2 separate regions of the Mus musculus genome follow, and region 1 is linked to region 2. The links are chromatin contacts, called in public promoter capture Hi-C maps. All regions are on one chromosome and are shown on one strand. Each heading gives the region's core, a stretch centred on a gene start, on an enhancer-like site or on the middle of the called end of the contact. The rest is flanking DNA. Distances are from core to core; before and after follow the strand shown. Region 1 overlaps Sgk1 (serum/glucocorticoid regulated kinase 1). Region 2 overlaps 1700020N01Rik (RIKEN cDNA 1700020N01 gene).

The links. Capture Hi-C pulls out chosen DNA fragments and counts their contacts.
Region 1: a contact with region 2 is called in a promoter capture Hi-C map of adipose tissue. The contact joins two enhancer-like sites. A contact is called at or near these places in 12 of 484 Hi-C or Micro-C datasets (B cells, the C10 cell line, bone marrow-derived dendritic cells and 9 more), 5 of 115 datasets of contacts at active chromatin or transcription factors (embryonic stem cells and microglia) and 3 of 9 other capture datasets (adipose tissue, liver and pancreatic islet).

The regions. Positions count from the first base shown.
Region 1 is chr10:21,971,256-21,976,706 of GRCm38.p6, forward strand. The region is part of intron 3 of Sgk1 (serum/glucocorticoid regulated kinase 1); the gene reads left to right. Among named protein-coding and RNA genes, the nearest start is that of Gm34267, 85 kb to the right of the region's middle. Within about 2 kb of position 2,291, at least 7 of the 459 cell types and tissues checked have an H3K27ac peak or open chromatin away from gene starts, as enhancers often do. A contact at or near this core is called in adipose tissue, where this site is marked.
Region 2 is chr10:21,616,270-21,622,108 of GRCm38.p6, forward strand. It overlaps 1700020N01Rik (RIKEN cDNA 1700020N01 gene), which reads left to right. Exons shown (of 3, transcript NR_027968.1): 3 at 5,377-5,839. Among named protein-coding and RNA genes, the nearest start is that of 1700020N01Rik, 26 kb to the left of the region's middle. RefSeq lists an enhancer at 4,432-5,839. Within about 2 kb of position 3,017, at least 53 of the 459 cell types and tissues checked have an H3K27ac peak or open chromatin away from gene starts, as enhancers often do. A contact at or near this core is called in adipose tissue, where this site is marked.

The sequences.
Region 1 (5,451 bases), core at 1,041-3,540, 350 kb after region 2:
GTCAAAGGGTATATTACTAACAGAAGCCAGGGACTTGGGGAGGGTGTGTGTGAATGTGTGTGTGTGTGTGTGTGCATGTGTGTAAAACACTATTTTCTTTGAAAGACTAAGTTTATCTATCATTTTATCTATCATCCTTTTTTTTTTCTGTTTTGTATTATGCGTGTCTTATGAAGGATGATGAGAGAACATGACAGTGCCTCGCCTGCCTTCGCCGTCCTTCAGGCCATTAGCAAAGCAACAGCTTAATAAACAAACCGTCTGCCGGCTGAGACTGCTAAGATCCACACTATGTATGATGGAGGAGCAAAGCCTTGGTGTGAATGATGCTTGATGTGGTGTGGAGAGAACACAAGGAGAGGGGCCTCAGCTGGGACAGGCACAGAGACCTGGGCTACTTGTAGATGGCAGAGGTATTATGATGGAAGAACACTGAATGCAGAACATCAGAACATGTCTGAGACAGTGGGATTGTGAGTTGAAGGCCAGCCTGGGGTCAGGGCAAATCTCTGTCTCAGAGATAAAACAAGAAGTCTGTCGTGTCTGCTCACTTTGAAATTTTTTGTGTGACTTGAGGGGTATAACAGGGTCTCTCTTGTAGCACCTCCTCCCTGACATAGTCATTCATGCAGTTACTGGAGCATTTAAATCTCCAGGTATGGTACTGGAATTGTCCCATGGATGCTTAATTTAGTCAGTTTTTGTCACACAAATTCTGTATGTGTGTGTTTGTGTGTGTGTGTGTGTGTGTGTGTGTGTGAGAGAGAGAGAGAGAGAGAGAGAGAGAGAGAGGGAGAGGGAGAGAGAGAAATATGTATTGTATTTGGGTACTTTCAGAGGACAGAGGACAAGTTGTGTCATTCCTCAGACAGCATCTAACTTTTTCTTGAGACAAGGTCTCTATGTGACCTAGAATTCATCAAGGAGCCTAGGCTAAGCAAGCCCCAGGGCTCCATCCATTGTCTCTGACACCCTATCAGCAGGAACCCAAGGTCAGCACCACATCTGCACCACATCTGGCTTCTATACAAGTTCTGGAGAGCGCCACATATATTTTAAAGTTTCGTTGTTAGATACATGTGATTTATTCATTTCTTTAAAAAAATTTACTATTTGTTTGTTTGTTTGTTTGTTTTGAGGAAAAGAAAGAGAATGAAAAAGTTATCCTGTAGCCCAGGCTAGCCTTGAACTCCCGCTAAGAGTACAGTCTTTAGCTCGTCAAAATCTTCCTACCACAACTTCCAGGATTTGAGACACCATGCTTGCCTCTTCTCTCTTTTTCTTTACATCTGATATGTGTGTGTGTGTGTGTGTGTGTGTGTGTGTGTGTGCTTGCACTAGGGACTGAACTTAGGGCTTTGTGTATCAAGTGTATTAAGTGTTCTTACACAGAGCTATATCCCTAGTGAGATTTATTTATTTATTCACCTGCTTACTTTTAATCTTTATATTTGTCCCCAATTTTGAGTGCTATATTAGTCAGGGTTGTCTATAGAGGCAGAATCAATGAATGGGAAGTCCAAGAATCCAGAAGTTGCTTAGGCCATGAGGCTGGCTGTCTCAGCTGGTCTTCAGTAGCCACTAGAATCCCAAAGAGGTAGGCTCTAATGCCAGTGGAGGCATGGACCTGCTAGAAAGACAGAAGCAATCAGACACAGAGCAAAAGCTTCCTTTTCTCATGTCCTCGAGATCTGAATGAAAGGCATGTATGTGTCTTCCTACCTTAGATATCTAGACAAGACGTGGATCCAACCACTTCAAACAAAGCAAAAATATTTCACCGGTGTGCCCTTCATTTCTGAATTGCAGTTCATCCCAGATGTAGTCAAGTTGACAACCAAGAGTAGCCGTCACAGATACAATAAGCCTAAATAAACTACATAGTCTCTTGTTTGTTTGTTACCCAGACAGGGTTTCTCTGTGTAGTCCTGTTCTGGAAATTGCTATATAGAACAGTTGCTGCCAACTCAAGAGATACGCCTGTCTCTGCCTCTCAAGTGCTGGGAATAAAGGCGTGTGTCACCACACCCATTCAAATATTATTTTATAAAGAATAATGAGTTTCTGAGGATCAGCTCACCCTGAAGTCTGGTAGGAACATTTTCCCGCCCAGCATTCTTTGCGAGAGGAAGACTGGCATGTTCTCTGCCATGTGCAGCTGCTGGAGAGACACAAACGTACTGTTTTGTCTCGGTGTTACGTTTAGGATTTATAAGTGCTTCAGTCTTCACACGGAGTGTAAGGAAGAGAGCCACATGTTGAGGGTCATGTGGTAATCCCTGCAGGCAGGGGGTCAGTTACCACAAGCTTGAGGGCAGCGTGACCTCATGGTAAGAGCAAATCATCTCAGGAAGAAGGAAGGATGGGAAGACGGTAGAAGGGGAGGGAGGGAGAGGGAGAAAGAGGAGTAGAAATGAAGAATCGAATCAGCCCGCTTTCAAGTCCACCCTCTTCTCTGGGGCTGGAGTCCTTCACACCTTCTCAGCATTCACTCAGACGAGCGAACAGGCTACACAAGTTCAAACTCCTTTCTGCTGTCACGGTAGACTGAAACTTGTGCGCACCATTTGCTTTTTTTGTACACATTGGTTTTAAGTTGCCGGCCCTGTGGTCTGGAATAGACTATAAATTAGGATTTCGACACAGAGTGAGTCTCCCTCCAAGTTCACAGTGTGCTTTCCCCAGTGCTACTATTGGCAACTATGATAGCGTTCTCTGTGCTGAGAAGCCAGTGACGATAGGCAATGATCAAACCATAGAGCAGCCTTGAGGACCACACTTTTATCCGGGCACTTGCTTGCCAGGTAAGAGAATGGCTCCCTGAAACTCTTCCTGCATTTCTTCAAGTCTGCTTATCACAAGCTGCTTTAACCCTTACATCTGTCAAAATGTCTAGATTTAGTTTCGAGTGCTCATTTGTTTGCTGTTTGAGACAGGGTGTTGTTGTGTCATCCAGGCTATGTTCAAACGCCCGGCCATTGTCCTGTGTAGGCTTCCCAATCTCTGGGATTATAGACATAAACTTCTGGGCACAGCTAGATTATTTTGAAGGGAAAATTTAAGAGCCACAGTCAAAACTGAGGGTATTTTTTTCCTGAGGAGAAAAGTTAATGTTCTATTTTGTTTCAGAATTCTATGTGTGTGGTTTGCATGTGTTTCTATGTTTGTGTGTCTCTGTGTGGTTACGTGTGTGCTTCCATGTGTGATAGTATGTGTGTATGTATGTGTCTGTGTTGGCTGTAGAATAAATGTGACATGAAAATGGAAGAGGGGCCCCCTGGGTGGGAGGGAACGCGTTGGGAAGGGGAGCCAGGGTGATGGGGGGGGGGTGTAGAGGAGAGACGTAATCCACAGTAGTGATGTGTAAGAAAAACCAGAAAAAAATACACTTGGTAATTAAATCAAACAATAAAGTTCCTCAAAAAGAGTGCATCGAGTTACTTTGTATAGATGGAAAAAAATTAATGTATTATTAAATGGAAATCTCAGTTCCAGATGTGGGCTGCCTTGCTATAAGTTATTAGCCAGGAAAGACCTTGCAGAGCCCAAAGTAACACAGGCAACTGTCCAAGCTGCTATTTGCTGACCAGAACTAGACGGTAATACCCCATTGATAAGACACCACATGCCTTGATCATAGGACAGGGAAAGTCAAGCTGGAACTGGACTGGAATTTTCCTCCTTGCTGGTCAGCCCTCAGAATTCCAGAAGGTGCTATGCAGGCTGCCAGGGGAGGATTCTCAGTAAGTCTTACTCAGCTGTGGACGCGTTGTTCAAGGTGAGCCTGCTGGTGCAATGTGTTAGTCAGGTTTGTTATGGGGGTAACCAGCTGTTCTTTGATTGGATTTGGTCCTGGGTCCATAAGAAGAAACTGACTTCTGGTATTATAAACCTAGTTGAAAGCCTGTGGCTTGTGAGGTTATTTGGCCTAGTGAGAGAGTTTTTATATTTTCTAAGTGGACATGATATGCCTCCCAAATTGCCTTCTCTATAACTGTGTTTGTGGCCATAGAGTGCTACTACTATTGGCATTGGTCAGAGAGGTTCTGTTCTGCAGTGATCAGCGGTGACTGGTCAAGGTACACATATAAATGAATGTTGAATGCCCAGCTGTAATGGGGTGTCTCTAACATGCCCTTCACAGTACAGGGAACACTGTTGAAGAGGGGGTGGAAAGAATGGAAAAATCTAGAGAAGAATGTGGGGTGGACTGCAGAGTGCAGACAGCAGCTCCCAAGCACTCTGTAGCTATGACACTCTGGGGCTCACAGGTGTGGCTTCCTGTGTGAGCCCCACACACCGGGAGCTGTCAACACCCTATCACACACAGGAGGCGGAGCATACCTCAGCCACAAAATCAGTTCTCTTATCAACTCTGATTCAGACTACTTTGCTTTGTAGAAGTTGAAATTTGACCACCGATGACCTCAATATGACAATAGCCGCTGATAGTCTTGATTGATTAACTTAATGCATAACGGGGAGTTTTTTAACGCTGACAAGTGAAAGGCTCCTTGCAAACTCAGTGTTCCCTTTGCCAAGTACAACAAAGCATCATGAAAAGAGAGGGGAGGAAAGATGGACGTCTTAAGTTAGAATCACCAAGTTTTTAGCTATCTCCCACTTCCCTTTAAGATAATCCCCAGGGTATTCAGTTCCTAAGAGTTCTTTGCATATGGCACAGGCACAACTAAACGTATGTTGGACAAATTAATTTGGTTAGCCTTCACCAAAACTTGAAGTGGAGGAGTGTGCTTCATTTTGAAGATTTTGTGAAGAAAATCCATCAGAAGGACAGAGGTGTGTTCCACTTTTCATATGCTGCTCCTATACCATCTATTTCTATGACTCAAACGTTTCAAAACAGACATCCATCACTTCCACCTGCGTGCGAGTGTGTGTGTGTGTGTGTGTGTGTGTGTGTGTGTGTGTGTGTGTGTGTGTGTGCCTGTAAGACAAGGTCCTACTGTCATCCAAGGTCTCAAACTGATCCAAAGTCATGACGATCTCCAGCCTCAGTCTTCCAAGTACTGGCATTACAGGCATGGGCTGGCACGTTCAGATAACATGGTACATTTGGAAACTGCTAGCCACAGGCACTCTCCTTTTCCTGAAGCATGTCTCTTTCAGTGGGCCATGCCCAGAGTAGCAGGAAGCAGCCAAGTTGAGTTCTGCATTACTTGCTGTGGTTCAAGTGGTGAACTTGAGAATAAGACCTCCTGCCTCTGCCACAGATTCCGGACTTCCGCCTCAGCAGCTTCCTGCCACTATCTACCCCCTGGGTGATTTCATTTCTTCCACTAGCAAGAACGGAACTGTAATAATAGACTGTGAGCAATGCATGTATTCAAGGAGGTAATGCAACAGAGTTAATGGTGCAACATGTTCTTAGTGGGCAGTGTGTATGTGTGGAGGAAGAATTGTGCTTTTATAGGACAGTTCCCACATTTC
Region 2 (5,839 bases), core at 1,767-4,266:
CATCCCCACGTCACAGGATTATTCTGCCCTGCAGTTACAGCCATTTAACTAGAGCACATATGACTGATGCACTCACATACACTGGAATATCTGTTATCCTCGAGTTCTTGACTCTACCAATTTGGTAACCAATGTTAATTATTTAGTTACTGTAAATAAAAGTAACCCTTGGCCTATCTAGGACTGTAGAGGGTGCCCATAAGCTGCATAGTGTGCCCAAATTCTACCAACTCTTCCCCTAGATTGAATGCTGGCTGAAGATGATGGGTTCAACTCTCAGATGATTCTGATGGTAGATGTACGTGTTTGTGCGAAGGCAGTTAAGCTTAGCTTCAGTTTCTTAATCTCTAAAGCAGTAACAGAAGTGGCCTGCTGTCCCTGCCAAGGGTGATGGAGAGTAAATGAGCACCGAGCTCACAGCGTGGCTCTGGGCATACACTAACAGTTCTGTAACTAGTGTTCTAGCATGACTGCTGACTCAGATGAGATTAAACCTCTGAAAAGTGGACTTATTGTGGTGAAGCCACAGCCCTCCTTATTGAAATCTACCTGTCTGAAGTCTTAACCTAGAGGCTTCAATGGAGCAGGAGAAAATTGGCTTGACTGGCCCCACTTTAAATCCCTGAAGTCCTCCCACTCCCTAAGGTGAATAGTTTACACTGTCTCCCCTAGCCTCAAACATCTGCAGCCCTCACTCTTCCCTAATACTCTCACTGCTCATGTCAAGGCCATGTTTCCTTTCTGTAACTAAGAACAGGCTGCTGTACCCTTGGCAAAAGTCACCCTTGAGTAAAACTTTCTCAGAGAGCTCTGTGATACATCATGTACTTAGAGGCTGAGTGTCTGTGTTCCCTTCCAAAATGCATGTGCTTGAGCCTTGCCCCTCTCTGTGATGGTGTGCAGAGATGGAGCCTTTGGGAAGTGCTCAGGCTTAAATTAGGTCATAAGGATGTTGCTTTCATGGTTGGATCAGTTGGCTTAAAGAGACAAGAGGTTTTCTGTCTCCACATACCCATCAAAGAAAAACTATTTGTATATACAGTTTTTCGACAGCTGCTTAAAAGTCAGAAAGGAATTAGTCACCAGAACCTGACCATGGCAACACCATGATCCTGGATTTCCAACCCCAAAACTTTGAGAAATGAGTATCTTCTCTTCAAGTATCTGTATTATAACTGTATTACTGCAGTGTGTTGATAAGTCTTCATCAGCTAGACTCACCTGGGAAGAAGGAATCTCAATTGAAAACTTGTCTCTATCAAACTGGCCTGTGGCACGTCTGTAGAGAATTTTCTTGATGTTGGAGTGTCCAGTCCACCGTGGACTCTGGCATCCCTGGGTAGGTGGCTTTGGTTCGTGTCAAAAAGCATGACGAGGAAGCTGTGAAGAGCAAGCCAGTAAGCTGCACTGCTCTGTGGTTTGTGCTTCAAGCTCCTGCCTTGAGCTCCTGCCTTGGCTCCACTCTGTGATGGACTGTCATGTGCTGTGTGAGCCAAGTAAACTTCTTTCTCATGTTGCTTTTGGTCTCAGTACATCATCATAGCAACAGAAAAGCAAACTATACCAAGCAGTCTGAACCAGCAAGGCCTAGCTCAGCGAGTCTTCAGAGTGCTAAGAGTTTCTAAGGGGTCTTGCAAGTTTTCCAAAAAGATGTAGATAAGGAGACTGATATAGGCATATGGATGACACCCACAGTATCCTGTTCTGTTGTTTAGCATGTTTGCCTTCCTTTGTAATTCCCCTCTGTAGCAATAGGTCAACAGGTACAGTGTTGAAACACTTGAGAAGTTTTCATAAGGCTTTTATTTAAGATGTGTGCTAGGCATGGTGACTCAAGATCATAATCTTATCTGTCAGCAATATGTGTTAGGCAAGAGAATTTGAGGCCATCCTAGATTATATAGTGAGACCCTGTCTAACCTTTCTTTCTTTTTTTTTTTTTTAAAGATTTATTTATTTATTATATGTAAGTACACTGTAGCTGTCTTCAGACACTCCAGAAGAGGGAGTCAGATCTTGTTACGGATGGTTGTGAGCCACCATGTGGTTGCTGGGATTTGAACTCTGGACCTTCGGAAGAGCAATCGGGTGCTCTAACCCACTGAGCCATCTCACCAGCCCCTAACCTTTCTTTCTTTACTTGAACACATGCGTACATGTGTGTGTGCGCACGCACACACACACACACACACACACACACACACACAGGTATATAAAATTATGTAATACTATACAAAAACTCTTAAAAAAAACCCATTTTAACATAAATAGAATTCTGCCATTTTTTTCTAGGTCAACACTATACAAGTTACCTAGGTTAATAGGAAATTAACAATAGTGACCTGTCATAACATACTTATTAGTTAATATATAGTGATGAGAGAAGAAATATAATGATGTTAATTTCTTGTAAACATTTCATAATTTTATTTTACCACCACCAAGAGAACATACACTTTATTATATCTTTCAAGTAATGTTGAACATTCACACTTAGGTAGTATTCTGCCTAGTTTGTAGCCTTTAGTAGTCCAGAGGATGCTCAGAGATTCAAAGTATACTCTAAATTTAGTCCAAGTTTTAAAACTGAAAATGAAAGTGCAGTCCTCGGCCAACTATTGATCTCCCACTTAGAGAATGAAAACAAAGGCAGGCATCTCCAGCTGCTTCTCCTAGCACTGGAATTCATGCCCAGGATGACACAGACATCAGAAATGCTTGTTTAACTCTGTAGATGACATCACTCTCTCTCTCTCTCTCTCTCTCTCTCTCTCTCTCTCTCTCTCTCTCTCTCTCTCAAGTATTCCTTACAGGATACCAGGGACTTCTAAACCTAAGGAGATGTACTCTTAATTAGCTAGGATATTATTATAGCGGTGTCTGTTAGGAGAAGCTAGATAGCAGTATGCTTTTTCTAAGTTCATTGTCTTTATACAGCAAGCATTCATTCTCCTGTGTTCGTGCCTCATGCACATCAGCAGCAAACTCTGCTCAGCCTCTCAGGGCCCCAGAGTCAAAAGGAAACTTAGTGAAGTGTGTGCTAGCTTGAACACTGCCAGGCATTGCACATGCGCTGTCTCTTCACATCTACGCCATTGTCAAAAGCAAGTGACCACACTTTGGTTTAAAAGTAAAGGGGTGTGGCAGCTGACTTCTAGGATGTGTCCAGAGGAGCAACAGGAGTATTTGTAAACAGCTCTGATGACTAACTCAAGGTTCTGTTGCCATGTGCTGAGAACCCCACACCCCAGATTTCCCCATGTTTCTGATATGTGTATATGTAAGTGCCTGTGTGTCTGTGTTTGTGTGCACACATATAGAATTACAGCAATCATAAAATGAGAATTCTATCAGAACACAGCTATCTCAATTAGAAATTTGGATACAGGGGCTAGAGAGATGGCTCAGTGGTTAAGAGCACTGACTGCTCTTCCAGAGGTCCTGAGTTTAATTCCCAGCAACCACATGGTGGCTCACAACCATCTGTAATGGGATCTGATGCCCTCTTCTGGTGTGTCTGAAGACAGCTCCAGTGTACAGTGTATTCATACACATAAAATAAATCTTTTTTTTTTTTAAGTGATTTTCCTGGGTTCCCCTTTCAAGGTGGTTCTGTCACTTGCCTTGTATACTAGTGTGTGCCAGGGGTCCTCATTCCTCTCTGTGGTCTTCTCCACGGAGTGGCTTGTGTAAAACCAGTCAGGGTGGTGCATGCCTTGAGTCCTAGCCGTTAGGTGTCGGTGAGGCAAGTGTCTGTGAGTTTGAAGCTAGCCTGGTCTACATAGTGAATTTCATGCCAGCCTGAACTTAACATTGAGATCCTGTCCCCCTGCCCCTCCAAAAATAAAGTTCTCCATACAGAATGGCTTATGTGACCTCATGGCCTCTTCCTAACCTAAGTTGACAAGGCAAGATGCCTCCACTTCTTTTATATCCTCACTTTGAGAGTCACCTGTTAATACCTAGAGTACTGTGGTGACTGTGAAATCTGGTGAAGAGAGGACACTGCATAGGGCCATGAATAGTGGAAGACCAACACCACCATCCTTACTTGTAGCAGCTTCATCCCCTTTACACTGACCTGGCTATTTAAGGGGATACAGTGACTGTGTAGCGTGGATAGAAAGATGAGAACAGAAAGGGTGTGGTACTGCTACAGAGCACGATGGGAGAAGACACGGTAGGTAGATCGCCTGCCAAGCAGGGGGAGCTGTAAAATGATGCCAGGGGTCAGCTGAAGGTCGGGGCTAAGCATTCTAGATGGAGAACCAGTGCAGAGTTTGGGTGTGATGCAAGGTTGAAATTGTACTTTTTTTTTGAGGCTAGGTGCCACTATGTAGCCCAGGGTAGCACACTCCCACCTTAGCTAAGTGTCGGGATTGCAGGCACCCAATGCTACGTGTGCCCCAGTGTTAGGACTTAACAGTAACACAACAGTGTAAGAGGAGGAGCATCTACCTGGGGGCTGGCTTGCCGGGACAGCTTGAAGTCATGGACCATTCTTAGGCTTGTCTGGCTAGAAATCAAGTGACTTTAGGGAAGACACTGATTGTCAGGAGAAAATAGAGAATCAGAGCAACGTAACACTGACATAAATTTTCCACTCATGAACTTTTGGGGAATACATTCAAGCCATAAAAAGGTCTTGATCTTCAAGTCTTAAGAGAGAAAAAAAAAACTTTTTTTTTAAACTAAGAAGGTACTAAAAGCTTAAGGAGCTGAAGAGTTTTGATTAATCATTAAGGAGTGTGGGTTCAAATCTAAATATGGCCTGCCTTCCAGGCAATGATAGTGTACTAAGATCTGTTTCTTAGCCTTGATAAATGAGACTTATATAAAATTTTGCAATTAGAGACAGCTGGCTGAAGGGTACCCTAGACCATCTGTCTCTTCTCTGAAATGTCTGAGCAATCATTTCACAATAAAAAGCTAGAGACTTGGGATGTAGCTTAGCTGTAGAACATTTGCCTTGTGTATTCAAGGCCTTGGGTTCAACCCTCGTTCCTACCAAAACCAATCAATAGCTATTAAAGAAGTACACATAAAACTCAGTGCCAGAGCCTCTAAGTATACATCACAGGGCCGGTGAGCATGATTTTTCCTGACGATCAGCAGACAGAGATGCCATTTGAATTTCGTGGGAGGGAGGCACAGAGAGCTGGCTCAGTGACCCTGACAGAATGTGGCACACAAGCTCCCTGAGGATGACATCTTCCTGCCTCTGTTGGTGACTACTGAGTCTCTAGCTTCTGGGACCATTAGTACTGGGTGCAAATAGCCCTTCATTGTCTAGATGGATAAATGCTACTGTAGGAACGGGAGTGCAGGTTCTACATGTTATTTATCTCTTTGCTCACATTTTTCTCTATTTTCCAGGAACTCGAGTTTATCCATCATGGCCGTATTTGCTCCAGAAAGATAAACATATGACCTCGGGCCCATCCATCAATATTTAGAGAAGGAATTGAGAAGACTTCATAGAGGAAATTAAATTCTGCTGAGGAAGTGAAAGATCTGTCTTCATTTATATAAGGCGCCAGTATTCTTCACAAGCTCTCCAGTAAAGCTCTGATTTCCCATTTAAATGAGAAACCATACAACTCTGTTTAGAAATCTCTTCCCCTGAACAGTCTCCTAACTCTTTAGTGAGGGAGAAAGGTAGCAATAAGGTCCATTTATAGAGCTCTCTGATGGTCTGGCATTACGGTAAACAATGAGGTGCATTATTTTCTTCATGTTTTCCCAGCAGCCTCCACAGTTATTAGCTCTGTTTTATAAGTCAAGAAAATGAGACTCGGAATGGTTCTGTGCCTTGTGGTCCTATAACCAAAATGCTGGG